2 separate regions of the Mus musculus genome follow, and region 2 is linked to region 1. The links are chromatin contacts, called in public Hi-C maps. All regions are on one chromosome and are shown on one strand. Each heading gives the region's core, a stretch centred on a gene start, on an enhancer-like site or on the middle of the called end of the contact. The rest is flanking DNA. Distances are from core to core; before and after follow the strand shown.

The links. Hi-C and Micro-C count contacts between places; a contact is called where the count stands out from the background.
Region 2: a Hi-C map of forebrain shows a contact between it and region 1, with 2.0 times the contacts expected there. The contact joins the enhancer-like site here to the promoter of E130006D01Rik in region 1. A contact is called at or near these places in 3 of 484 Hi-C or Micro-C datasets (cortical neurons and forebrain) and 1 of 115 datasets of contacts at active chromatin or transcription factors (embryonic stem cells).

The regions. Positions count from the first base shown.
Region 1 is chr5:111,759,221-111,766,042 of GRCm38.p6, forward strand. E130006D01Rik (RIKEN cDNA E130006D01 gene) reads right to left here and starts at 2,508. Exons shown (of 4, transcript NR_045834.1): 1 at 2,416-2,508.
Region 2 is chr5:111,700,016-111,706,837 of GRCm38.p6, forward strand. No RefSeq gene overlaps it. Among named protein-coding and RNA genes, the nearest start is that of Gm36481, 4.3 kb to the right of the region's middle. Within about 2 kb of position 3,771, at least 19 of the 459 cell types and tissues checked have an H3K27ac peak or open chromatin away from gene starts, as enhancers often do. A contact at or near this core is called in cortical neurons and forebrain, where this site is marked.

The DNA of each region.
Region 1 (6,822 bases), core at 1,258-3,757:
GCTCCTGCAGTGGGTCATACACCAGCAAATCCACAGATGCCTGAGAGACAGGAGTGGTCACAACAGGAGCATGAGGCAGCGGGTCACACTGCATCCACAGCAGAGAAGGAGAGGGAAATAGTTCTCAGCTGAGTTCTCATCTTTACCAAGTCTGGGCCCGCAGCCCACAGGATGTGCCACCCATGATCAGGGTAGGTTTCCCCACCTCAGTCCAGTCCAGGTTCCTTCACAGAAATGATCAGGGCTCTGTTTCCATGGTGATGCTAAATCCCATCAAGCTGACAACCAGGACCAACCATCCCATCTAATACAAATTTGGTAAAGGCTCTTGTCACAGGGCTACAGGTAGCACTTGGCTAGAACCATCTCTGGGATGTGTGGAGACTGCCCACCACTATTCCTCAAGAAGTGGTCTATCACTGGGTTCTGTTTGTCTCACCTGGCTGGATATTCGGTTTTTACAATGTCTCTGCTGGCCACTAGCCAAGCTGTCCATATCTCTGCCATCAGCCTCCTCCCCTCCCCGGTGGCAGTGTCCCAAGGCCCCTTGGCACCCTCCCCTCCCTCTAGTTAAAGCCTTCCATGCAGAGCTCTGGGAGACACAGGGAGAAAGGGAGGATGGTGTGTACCACAGGATTCCCTTGAAGGCCATTTTCGGAGCCTCTGCATGCAAGGAAAGTATGGGAAGACAGAAAGGATCTCCCAGAAGGGATAATGTGGGAAGCAGAGGTGTCTTAACATTCATGTTTCATTCCTGAATTCAGTCCCAGAAACCCCATGGCATGTGTGCATCCACCAACACCACCCACACAAACACAAATGTATGTATGTATGTATGTATGTATGTATGTATGTATGTATGTATGTAATAAGGGTCAGTTTGGGTTGACTACCTGACGTCAGGCCCAGAAAGGGGTCAGATTTTCTAAGGATAAAATCATTTTTTTCATTCAACCAATGTTCGTGGGGAATACTATGGATATGCCAACCATTGTGTTGGCTGTTGGGGACAGAAAGTGACTGAATCCTGGCCTGTCCCCTGAAGATCCAATGCAATGAGGAAGGGTCATGGTAAATAAATAAATAAATAAAGAAAGAAAGAAAGAAAGAAAGAAAGAAAGAAAGAAATAATAAAAGGAAGCAGCAGAAGTTTGAAGAGAGCTAAATTTAACTAAAGGGCTTGAGACAATTCCCAGGATCACAATTGGCTTGAGCAGGTGTCTGCCAGGCATAAGGTACCATAGCAAGCATAACAGTATTTCTTTTCTCAGTGCCCAAGCAGACATTGCTAATCTGTTCCAGAGCACATGATCTCAATGTGGCTAGTATACTGAGCCAGGGAAGCAACGTGTAGGAAATGAGGCACCCCATTAGATTCTCCATGCTGCTTCCCATTGAATCTCTACCCCAAACATGTTTCTTACATGGCAGAGCTGAGGCCTCAGACTCAGACAGTCCTGTGTGAGGTCACAGCTATCTTAACTCCGGTTCAGTCTCCCTCTGCAGAACTGCTTGGCTGTTTCAGAGTATATAGTCTAATTCCACAATGTTATTTCCTGCTCCCTTGAGGATCAGCTACCTCCCACGCCCATGAATACAGGGTCTCGTAGAGCTTTTTCCCGGTAGCACCTCTTTCCTTTTGGCATCCTCTTAAGGCTTAGATGTCCATTGAGTGCTCTAGCATGGATTAGTCATGTCTGCCAGGATCAGGTAAAAAAAGCAGTGGTGTACCTGTTAATGGTCTTTCTAAGTCTGGGCTCATGAAGGCATTCCCTTTAACTCTGACTTTGTAGGACAAAAACAAAAAATTCCTCTCACCCTAAGGTGAGCTTTACTAACAGAGCAGAGGGGTTCTTATGACATGACATGTTTACCAAATGAGAGCCACCCTAGAGCTGAGCCTGGCGTCTCCTGGGTCTTTGATTTGCTCTGGATCCCCAGGGTCATTCTTAGCTGTGTGTCTGCCTGTTCCTGCAGCCGCTTCTTATACAAAGCAACTCCTGTCCCGATGAGGTGAGTGCCACAGCATCAGAAGGGCAGAAAGCCAAGAAAGTCTCAAGTCTCCTAGGAGCAGAGGCACAGATCAAACACAAAGCCATCCTGGCCCCTCCTACCACTCCTCTCACTGGTTCTTGGCTATTTTTCTGGAGGGGGCGGTCACCGATCCTTCCCCCCATATCCCAGACCTTCACACCTTAAATGACAAACCAGCGTGTATCAACCGCACCCCCCCTGAAAAAATTCCAGCAAGATATTAATAGATAAATAAAAATAGCTTCCTTGAGAAAGAGGAAGCCACTCAGCGAAATGATTCGTTTCTGTGCGTAAACTCATGAATAATCTTATGCGCAGTCCCCCCCCCCCCCAACACAACCCCCCAAGGAGCCAGCTTGGCTTTGGACTCCAGCTCCTCACCCTTGTCCCACGTTCCTTCTGGAAGGTCACCTCCAACCTCCTCCGCAGCCCAGAGCCCGGTGGCTCTCGTGCTAAGTCCTAATGTCCCCTCCCAGGACCACCCTTCCCTTTCAAGGAGACATTTCGTTTCTGGTGCTATGGAAACGCGTGGACATCTGAATGAAAGGCGGGGCTGCACTCGGGAATCACCAAGCAGGAAGGAGAGTCGATAAGATAATGGTGTGTGTGGGGGTGGGGTGGGGGTCTCCAGGCCTTGGCTTTGTGAACCAAACCAGCGACCAGCTTCTGGCTTCTTTGGTGTCACATTTTAGCCTACCAGCTGCCTCGGGAGCAAGATGATCCACTCTGCCTTTTTTTTTCTTCTTCTTCTTCTTCTTAAAAAAAAAAAAAAAATAAGATTTATTTTTTTATTTTCCCTCATGTGTTGAGGGAGGAAGCCCTGACAAGGAGGAGTGACAGCCCGCTAATTATTCCCTTACTGCCACTGCTGTTCTGGCTCTGGACGCGCTGCTCATTTCTCCCGGCTCCTCGCTGAATAATGCATGCGCCCCATCCGTATGCGGGCGGCGCCTCCCGGGACTGCAGTCTAACTAGCTGATAACTGATTCAGTTTGTAAGCAGGGCCGCTGGGAGTTGCAAGGAAAAGTAGCCAAGAACATATTCAACACTTCTCTCTGGTTCCTGGCGAACATCAAGGAGAGGCAGGCTGGCGTGTTGGTGGATGTGGGCGGGTGGTCCTGGGAGGGTACTTGACCCCACTCGAGAAGGACGGGCCTTGGCTCTGGCTGTGAGAGAGAGGGTGTGATCTCAGGGAGGCTATTAATGCTAAACACAGTTATGGTTAGTCAACATCTTAGTATAGACAGCTATGGTCTAAGGTTAGACTCTAAAAATGCATCCTTTTGTGGTAGAGTGATTCTCTTTACACAAACTACGACAGTTACAGAGTCTTAGGGACACTTATTTATCTAGCATCGTGGACTATGCCTGGCAGTCTGTCATAAGAACCCAGGAACAGCAATTCGTTGTACCAGCTAGCTACTATACTGCTACTACTACATGATAAGTGGTCTCCGCAGATCACTGGTCACAACAGCGCTTACTGCTCTTTTTGGTTTAGGGGTCTGGGGAGCCCAGGCTTGTGCTAAGTTCTGCAGTCCCTTCTGGGGCTCAGCTATAGGCTGCAGGCTGCAGGCTTCAGGTCTGAGTCAGACCTGTCCTGAGGTCTCATGGCAGGGCCTAGGCAAGAAGGGAGAGCTCGTGCGCCACAGAAATACAGACACACACTTCGGACCTCTGTCTTTGACGGCATGATGTCTACTAACAGTCCGGTTAGTAAAGCAAATTCCATAACCACATTCGTCAAAGAGGGGCTGGAAGGAAGGCCAGCACTGCCCACCAGCCTGGCCTCTTTGCAGATCTGCTACAGGGCACATAGCATCCCTTACTCATGCTGCTGCCCCTGGCATTACCAGGACATGCTGAGGTTCCTGCACTGTGTGGGGTAACCTGGAAGCACTGCTCAATTGTTGACCTGCTCCCAGCAAGCAGGTGGGTCCAGCCTTCTTTAGGAATTATGGGAACACTTAGCTCCTTGTCATCCAGTCTCTCTCTCTATCCAGGAGGTAATCGACAGGACTCCTGGGCTGGGGCAGCAGCAAAGCCTCCACTTCCTTCGCAAAGGGGCTGGAGACTGGGAAGCAGGCTGCCCCACTTCCTTGTTTCAAGGTTGAACTGTCTATTATCAGCTCCCCTTAGCTATTTAGGACCAACCCTTACCCAGAGTCAGTCTGGCTACAGGGCCAGGAGCAGAGAGAACTTGGTGTGGCCGCTCCGGCTGGATGTCGCGCAAGGAGACGGCTCCAGACGGAACAGCATAGAACGGAGTAGCTAGTCAAACGAATGCTTTGTGGATTAGAAGCATAGGCTTGAAGAGCCCAGTGGTGTGCACCATGCAGCGTTTAGTGTCTGTTTGCCCGGTACCCACAATGTGAGCTGCTGCTCTAAACCCTCTGCACAGTGGCCTGACACATCCACTGTGTTAGATGGGGTATTGGAACAGAATGAGGGATGAGTGAAGAGGAGATGCGTCCTTTCTCCAGGTGTGGGCTGTGATCCAGACAGCCGCCACACTGCATGTCTGACCTCCACAGACCACAGGCCCTGGAGTCGCACCACATTCATTTTAGGTCTTAGCAGGGTCATGTGGACAGAAGATCGGAGAACAGGGTTCAGTGCCTGGGCCCTCCTGAACCTGTACCTGGAAGTGGATGGCAGATCAATAGGTCATAAAGAATAGGAAGGAAATTCAGGCCCCAACACCTGCTGGCGATCTGGCACACAAATGTGCATCTGCAGGCCACCACCAGGCAGTGTCCACTCAAGGTTCCTATGGGGTGGGGGGGCAGTGGGAACAGCATGGAGGTTGTTGTTGGCAGGTAGCTTGGGACAGCAGCACAGATTTCTCCCAGGTGACCATTCACAGCACCCTGTAAGAAGAAAGCCCTTCCCTGATGTGTCACCGTTCAGAGGACACCCCAAGTTCCAGAATATCTCTGAGCAGCCCCTCCCTACCCTCCATCCCTCACATTCCTTCCTCTGGCCACCACCTCAGTCGCATTCAGGAACCGCTATGGCTGCAGCGGCTTGCTCTGTTGCCTGGAGTTCCTTCCCAGCCTGCTCTCTGACAGCAAAGGGCACCGAATCCAGAAGGTACTCAGTGCCCATCTGGGGGATCCATGTGCCAATGCTGAACTCCTCCTTAGCACTGAATAAGAGGGGGGCATGCCTTCTCCAACCACAGCCAGATCAGAATGGATGGAACCTGTGCAAGTGCTCACTGTCTGACTGCTCAGGCTGCTACACCAGTCAGTGACCAGACATGACAGATCCCTGGCATGGAGGCCAAACTTCCCTGCTCCCAGATGCTCACACAGCAGACATAGCTGATAGGCCATAGGTCCCATTCAAGTTTGGGACCTCTATGCAGTCACAAGCCATTACCTCGTTGGCACCAAGATGATGCCTTCCTGGCCCTCACTGCTTTTTGTTATTAGCTATAGACTTTAGATAAACGGCCTCCCAAGGTGTGCCTTCATGGCTGTACTTACCACCAACCTAGGCAGCTCTCAAGGGCCATAGGTGCTGAGAAACACACTGGCAGGTGACACTTTAGTGAAGAAGCACTAATTGGAAGGCTGCTGAGCCCACATCCCTCTCATCTCATGGTCTCCAGGGCACAGAACTCAGAACCTGGGATCCTCCAAACTGTGGGCTCATAGGAATTGTTTCACGGGAAGGGGCGATATTAGGAGGTATGGCTTTGTTGGAGGAGATGTGGCCTTGCTGGAGAGAGCGTGTCATTGTGTGGGTGAACTTTGAGAACTCCCATGCTCAAGCTATGCCTAGTATGGAACTCTGTCTCCTCCTGGCTGCTCACAGAACAGTCTCTCCTCCTGGCTGCCTTCGGATCAAGATGTAGAATTCTCGGCTCCTCCAGTCACCACTGTCTGCCTACATGCTGCCATGCTTCCCACCACGATGATAATGGACTAAACCTCTGAAACTGTAAGCCTGTCCCAATAAAGTGTTTGCCTTTGTAAGAGTTGCCTTGGTCATGGTGTCTCTTCACAGTGACGAAAACCCAAACTAAGACACATGGGCTTGAGGAAATAGAGTCTCAGGACAGTGACAGAATGTTGAGAGGGTCTCAAAAGGTCACCTGGTGACTCCAGCCCTTCCCTGTGCCTCCATGCCAGAAGCTCCCATTTGCACAGAGAGGACAGCTATGCAGGGAGGTAGCTGTGATCACAGCATAGGCGTCATGCTCTTGCTAGGGACTTCTTCAATGGGGCAGAGACATGATCCCCAGCCCCTCCTCCATGGTCTGGATCCCCACCCCTGGCAGTTACTTTGAGGAGACCAAGGAGCCAGAGCTCTCGAGTGAGGAGAGCTGTCTCTCCTCATCACTTGTCCAGTTTTACAAATGGGGAAACCGAGGCCAGAGAAATGACGGAAGCAGCCTGATCTCATGGAGGCCCCTTTATTGACGATTTAGCCGCGCCAAACCAGGAGGTGCCCTTGATCGACCACCATCCTAAAAGCGGACAGGTGACTCATCCAAGGCCACTCAGACGAAGTGGGGAGAGTGAGGACTCAACACTACAGCTACCTGTCCCTAGGGGGCGTACTTCTGATGTTCGGGAGTGCTCAGCCATTCCCACCCCATGTGTCTGCCTCAGCGTGATTCTCGGAGGTGGATGGCAGCATTTTCCACCCAGATCTGCCACAATCCACGGCTTTGACCTTGAGGCTGGGTTCAGGTTTGGGGCGGCAGATGAGGTAAGTATGGGGTTCTGAGAAAACTACAGCTAGATTTACCTGTGAGCCAACTCCGCCCCTTCTGGG
Region 2 (6,822 bases), core at 2,521-5,020, 58 kb before region 1:
GCCAGCAATAAAAGGCATTTATCCGCTGGTTTCTCGAGGCCTGTTTGTTATTAAGATGTAAATTAAATCAGCGCAGATGTTCCATTTTTAAATCTAGGCCTGGGAAGATCAGGGCGGAGCGTGACCTAAACCGGCTGACTTCACCGTGGTGGGTGGGTGAGCTCTTTAGGACCCAGCTCCGCCTGTGCATCTTTCTGGGGTGACTTTCTGGGTTTCCTAAGCAAATGATAATTTTTTCGTTTTTCTGTTTGTTCCTGGACCTTACAGTCTCGAGATCTTAGGGGTGGGGGCCCAGGGCTGCTGTCTATGGGCTTAGTTTGGAGCCCGTGGGGGAGTCATTTGTCTCCCCAAAGGAGGGATAAAGACAGTATCCTGCCCAGGTGTGAAGTCCGGCACTGTGACCCGGAAGTGCCTAGGAACAGCAACCTTCCCTAGTATCTGGGAGGTGGGGCCCTGCATGGGGCGTCTTTGGCTGTTTAATACCTGTGTGGGGAAACAACTCCCATGGATAAACAACTACCAGGGCCCCATTTTCCCCCTCCTTCTGGGAGGTGGCCTCAAGTGCTTGCTTCCTTCTGAAGTCTCATGCAGCATTTTCCTGTCTTCTAGGTGACTGACCTTCCTCTGGACAGTGACCACCCGAGGATCAGGTGGGTCAGCTTTGCATGCTGGGAATCCGGCTGGCGCTTGGGAATTAGTAGATGCCCAGTTAACAGGTACAATGCCTGCAGCATCCTCGTGGGGACTGGCTGGAGAGCCCCTCTGATGTGCAGAGTGTGTGAGAATGTCTGCACACAGATCCTCCCAAGGAGACCCGTTGCACACTGACGTAAATGCTCTAGAAATCTATGTTGCTTAAGGAACAGGGAATGGGCGTTGAGGGCAAAGTTTCTGTTCAATGCAGAGGCGGCCACTGGATTGTACACACAATGGCTGAGAGATTTGAGCCAACAGGAGCAGCCTGCAGTGGGTTCAAAATTCTGAGTTTTGGCATTTTCCGCGATATGTTTTTTTTTTTTTTTCTTTTGTTTTGGATCTGGAGTTGACTGAATCCTCAGATATGGAATCCTTGAGCCCCCACATCCCGGTTGTCTGTGGGTGAATTCTAACAATTACCGTCTAGGTGTCTAAACAGAAATTAACACAAAGATCACAGTGTTACCACCTACGTTCCAGAAGAGTGGCAGAGTCTCTGTGCCCACCCAGGGCTGAGACCAGCATTTTGATGCAATCAGGGACTGTACCTGATCTCAGGACTCAAAGATCTGTACCTGATCTGCCAGTCTCCAAGTCCTGACTTGACAACTACTCTCTGTCCTACAGGTGAGTATTCAGGCCTCTGTGGAGAACATGAATGTCACTCAGCAAGGTCCTTGGGGATTGTGGGCATCACCAGGGACATCAGCCTGTTACCCTCTGAGGCCTGGTTTTACGGATGAAGCGCAGTCACAGAGGGTATAATCATTCAGACATCAGGCTGGCCATTCTCGGGTGACCTGTTCAAGGTCACACGACCAGGTGACTCCAGTGATACACCAGCAGCCGCGGATCTGTTTCTTTCATAAAGCAATCTTGCAGAACCAAGCCCTCTGACTCAGGAGAGGATGGTGGTAGCTCTGGGGCAGGCGAAGGTGTCTGCTGTCCTCTTAGTGCTCTGGAACCAGTGTCCCTGAGATCATTCGAGCAAGAGCTAAGGCCGGCATGGGAGATCCTCTGATGGGGAGGGGAAAGAAAGGATGGTCCTCAGTAGCATAGACACCATGGACAGCTAACACTGCAGAGTGGGCTGCCAGGCATGGCTCATCTGGTAAGGCGCCCGCGGCCCCGCCCCTGCGGCCCCGCCCCTGCGGCCCCGCCCCTGCGGCCCCGCCCCTGCGGCCCCTCCCCTGCGGCCCCGCCCCTGCGGCCCCGCCCCTGCAGCCCCTGAGGCACGGCCCCTGTGGGGAGCCCATCTTCCCCCCCACCCCCCATCGGATAATCTCATGATTTCATCAAGTTCCAAAGCAAAAGAAAGGAAAAATACCATCGCTTTTATCCCCGCGGCGAGCTACAGAAATTGCCTTTTATGAAAGTCCTGTGGTCCCCGAGTATTCCGTGGCTCTCCAAGCTGACGGACTCTGCATCTTCCTCTGTCTTAAGTGAGGAAAGGACTTAGTTTCGGCCTCAGCAGTGTGAGTGGATGAGCGAGCTCAGCCGAGAGGCTACTAGTTCTGTGGTCGGTGACAAAGGTCTAGAGGCCTGGCCCTGTTACCCAGAGAAAGAGGATAGGGTACCACAAATGCTGTTGAGGACATGGGTCAGGCCCCCTCCATGCCAGGGAGGGGCCTGAGTGAGGCAGAGCTTTTCAGAGTCCTGCTGGTCAGCAGCAATATGCTCCGGGGTTCCCACTGTGAATAAAAAGGACGCCGGCTCTCACTCCTGCAGATGTTCTGGGACCCAGCATCTGTGCACAGCAGGAATGGTCATCACTTGGCTCTGTGTGTCTCTTCCAAGTGAACCTATTTTGTGTGTGTGTGTGTCTGTCTGTCTGTCTGCCTGTCTCTGTGTGTAAGTGTGTATCTGTATCTCTGTGTGTGTGTATGTTTGTGTGTGTATCTGAGTATGTATTTCTGTGTGTATCTGTGTATGTGTGTGTATCTGTGTATGTGTGTGTCTGACTGTGTATGTATCTGTGTGTGTGTATCTGTGTATGTGTGTGTCGGAGTGTGTATGTATCTCTGTGTGTATCTGTGTATCTCTCTGTGTCTGTCTCTCTCTATGTGTATCTGTGTATGTGTGTGTGCATCTGTGTATGTGTCTGTATCTGTATATGTGTGTATATCTGAGTGTGTATGTTTCTCTGTGTGTATCTGTGTATGTGTCTGTGTATCTCGGTGTCTGTCTGTCTGTCTGACTGTCTGTCTGTCTGTGTGTATCTGTGTATTTCTGTGTGTAATTGCATCTGTATATCTTTGTGTGTATCTGTGTATATGTGTGTGTATCTCTCTGTGTCTGTGTATGTGTGTGTGTATCTGAGTGTGGGTATATCTCTGTGTGTATCTATGTATGTGTGTGTATCTGTGTATATGTGTGTATCTGTGTCTCTCTCTGTGTGTATCTCTGTGTGTATATATGTATGTATGCATGTATCTGTATATATGCATGTATCTGTGTATGAATGTGTATCTCTCTGTGTCTCTCTGTCTGTTTGTCTCTGTGTATCTGTGTGTATCTCTATGTCTATCTGTCTGTCTGTCTCTCTCTATGTATCTGTGTATGTGTGTGTATCTGTGTATGTGTGTGTGTCTGTGTGTGTGTGTTGGAGGAGGTACACCTATGTGCCCCTACATGTATAAGACTGAGGATACCTACCTCAGGTGACCTCTTTCTAGATGTTTCTTGCTCCCTTTAAGATGGGGTCTGTCATTTGCTTACCAGTCAGGCTAACCAGCGAACTCCAGGCATTTCCATCTCCCCATCGTCAGCACTGGGTTATAAATGTGTACCACCATACCTGGCTTTTTGGTAGGTTCTGGAAACCTGAACTCCATTTCTCATGCTTGCATGCCAAGTACATTCCTGATTAAATCGTGCCCCCACCCACCCCTCATCAAGCCATCTTAGGGTAAAAATAAGTCTCTAGTCTAAGATTAAAATTCCCTTGGATGCCCCTCCCCTCGCTCTGTAAGGCTGAAGGTAAACAGGGTTTGTTCAAAGCCTTGGAAACATTCCTGCATAATTGTGCCTAGTTATTAATGGTAAGACACCTGATCCTAGCTGGGCTGCACACCCGGATTCTGCTTTCTCTCCCTGCCGTTGCCAGGGCTCCCGTGTGCGACATCCGCGTGGCATGTCACACACATGGAAATGTGTGGTATGACAAGCACACTGTGTTACATTATACATTCTATACAATGTGTGTAATGGGATGTAGTGTATGACATATTCAGTCCCTTCTCAGCAACCACAGGGCTTGCCTCCAGACCTCCCTGGGCACCAGGATCTGGGATGCCCATCCCTTACATACAGTGGAGTGTTGCGGCATTTGCTGAGGAGGCTGCTGCACATGTCAATCACTCCCATGTGACCTTTGACCCCTGCTTCAACATGACAGCTGTGGAGACAGTTGCTGCACCTCATTGTCTGGAGAATGATGACAGGTTCTGCATTGAAAATGGTCTGAAGAGGGCCAGAGAGATGGCTCAGGGGGTAAAGGCAACTGCAGCCAATCCTGCTGACCTGAGTTCAATCCCCAGGACCCACATGGTGGGAAGAGATAATCAAATGTCAAAGTTGTCTTCTGACCCCCACATGTACAGTGTCATGTGTACCTCCTATAAATAAATAAATACAATAAAAATAGCTTCTGTAAAGTGCTGGATGAAGCCGACCGAGGGTGTGTTGCTGTGGGAACAGAGGCTGACTGCACACTAAGGGAGGCATGTAAAATAATCATGTGTGTAGGTAGAAGTCAGTGGCTTCCACACCGTCTCTCAACTGCTCAGCTTCGGGGCTCTGAAAATAGCTAACCTGGAGACTTCAGAGAAGACGCTAAAGAAGCGAATCACAAGAAGAAGCCAGCTAATGATGAATTATAAGACACGTGACACAGAGCCCAGAAGGCGAGCGTATGAAAAGCACAGTAGCTAGTGGCTGTCGCCATCGTCACTGTCCTGGGAAAGCTGCATGGCAATTTGCTCTTTGGGGAGCAGAAATTCACTCTTTGGGGTTAAAATGAAGTTTTCTTTGAAATGTCTTTGTGGTGTATGTGTGTGTGTGTGTGTGTGTGTGTGTGTGTGTGAGAGAGAGAGAGAGAGAGAGAGAGAGAGAGAGACAGAAAGACAGAGACAGAGAGAGACAGAGAGACAGACACAGAGAGACAGAGACAGACACAGAGAGACAGAGAGACAGAGAGACAGAGAGACAGAGAAAGAGAAACATACAGAGAGAAACAGAGTCACAGAGAGATAGAGAAACAGAGAGAGACAGAGAGATGGAAAAAGAAAAACAGAGACAGAGAGACAGAGAGATGGAGAAAGAGAAACAGAATCAGAGAGACAGAGAGAGAAACAGAGACAGAAAAGGGGGTGGGGAGCAGATGGCCAGCAAGCCTCTCTGGTCCTCTGGCTTCTGCCTCTCATGGTACTGGGGTTCCAAACACTCTTGGCCACACTTGGCTTTTTATCATGGCTTCCAGGGATTTGCACATCAGCCTAGTTTTAAGTTCAGAGATTTTGTCTCAAGGGGCTTACATCTGGTCCCCATGTGCACATAGCAATTCTCATTGTATGCCCACAAAGCAGGAGACTGGGACCCCATGAGCGATCCCCTTGAGGATGAAGGACAGTCCATCCTCCCTTCCAGTGGTCCAACCTTCCAAAACAGCTCCCCTGAGACCAAGCCTTGGGCACACAAGTCTTTAGGGGACACCCACCCCAAACTCAGCAATCACCTGGCCTTTGGAATGATGAGCCCAAGGAATGGGAACAGTCATGGTGGGCTCCATGCCTACTTGAACCCAGGACACACAGAAAGGAGCCACACAAGGTCACATTGTAGCCACACTGCTTCTGGCCTTCTCTGGGACTTCTGGGGGAATCAGGGTGGGTTTTTTGGCAAGGTTTATAAAATGCAACTGAGGGAAGACCAAGAGGTGGGCGGTCACTGGGCGTGAACGTGTCCATATGTCTGGGTCTTGGTGCTGCCGACATTGACCATCATGAGAGTCCTGGGACCTTGGGCAAGGAATGAGACATTGTCTTTGGGCATCATGTCTGTCTGTTGTCCTCACTTCATATCTGTTGGTCTGCCATTCTTACTTTATGTCTGTCATCTGTCTGCTCTCCCCACTCTCCCTTGACCCTCTTGGCTCTTGATTGTTTCCTAGGTGACATGTCTGCTTCCTCTCATTCCCTTCCTTTCTCTGGCTCTCCCTCTCATCTTTTCTCCTTTGTTTTCCCTTCATGGCCCTTAGCCTACCTTGTGTACGTGTGTCACTGGGTTAGATCCAGGGCCTGACATGCACTGGGCAGACCCCAGCCCTTCTCTTGCCTCTTAGATCTTCTTGTCTGACCTTCTCTTCCTTCTGTGTTTCCTTTCCATTCAATCAGCTTCCTTCTGTTGCTCACCTCTCGTCTCCCCCGTCTCCATCACCTCCCTGCATCCCTCTCTCCACAGCTGGGCACAGATTCGGTGGCACTGCTCTGTGTCTAGGGCACACCATCTTTACTGGCTTGATGGAACAAGGAGAGTGGAATAAAGAGCAAAAAAGAAATAGAACTCAATCCAGTCAGGTAGGATCCAGGGTCTCATATCATATTGTGCTGAAGGCCATTCAAGGCTGTCTGGCACCTTGAGGTGTTTCTGAAGACCAGTCAGGAGGGAATGACCTGTCAGCACCGATGCTTGTGCCTATGAGCACACATTGAGAAGTGACCCTGTTCCCCACAGCTCCCGACAGCGCATGAAGCAGAAAAATAAGTCTATTTTGGATATTGGTTCTCTTGGTGGCTGAAGGTCACGTATGGGATTTTAAGAGAGGGGTGGCCAGATGGGATGGTGAGGGTACTGTGTGGGAGATGTGCCCATACTGGGGACACTTGGACACCTGCCGCTACCTCCTGGACTTATTTCATATAGGCATCCATTCTTTTGGCTCAGGGCTCCCAGGTGAATGGATCAGGTGAGAAGGCAGGGAGATTACAAGTCAGGCTTGGATCTGCAACCTAGGGTCGTTATCAGTGTACATTCAGGATTTCACCTATGCAAGGAGCATTAGCTCTGTGAGCACATCTCTGTGTCTGTGCATTTCTGTCTGCGGATAGACACACATGCCTGTGCGTC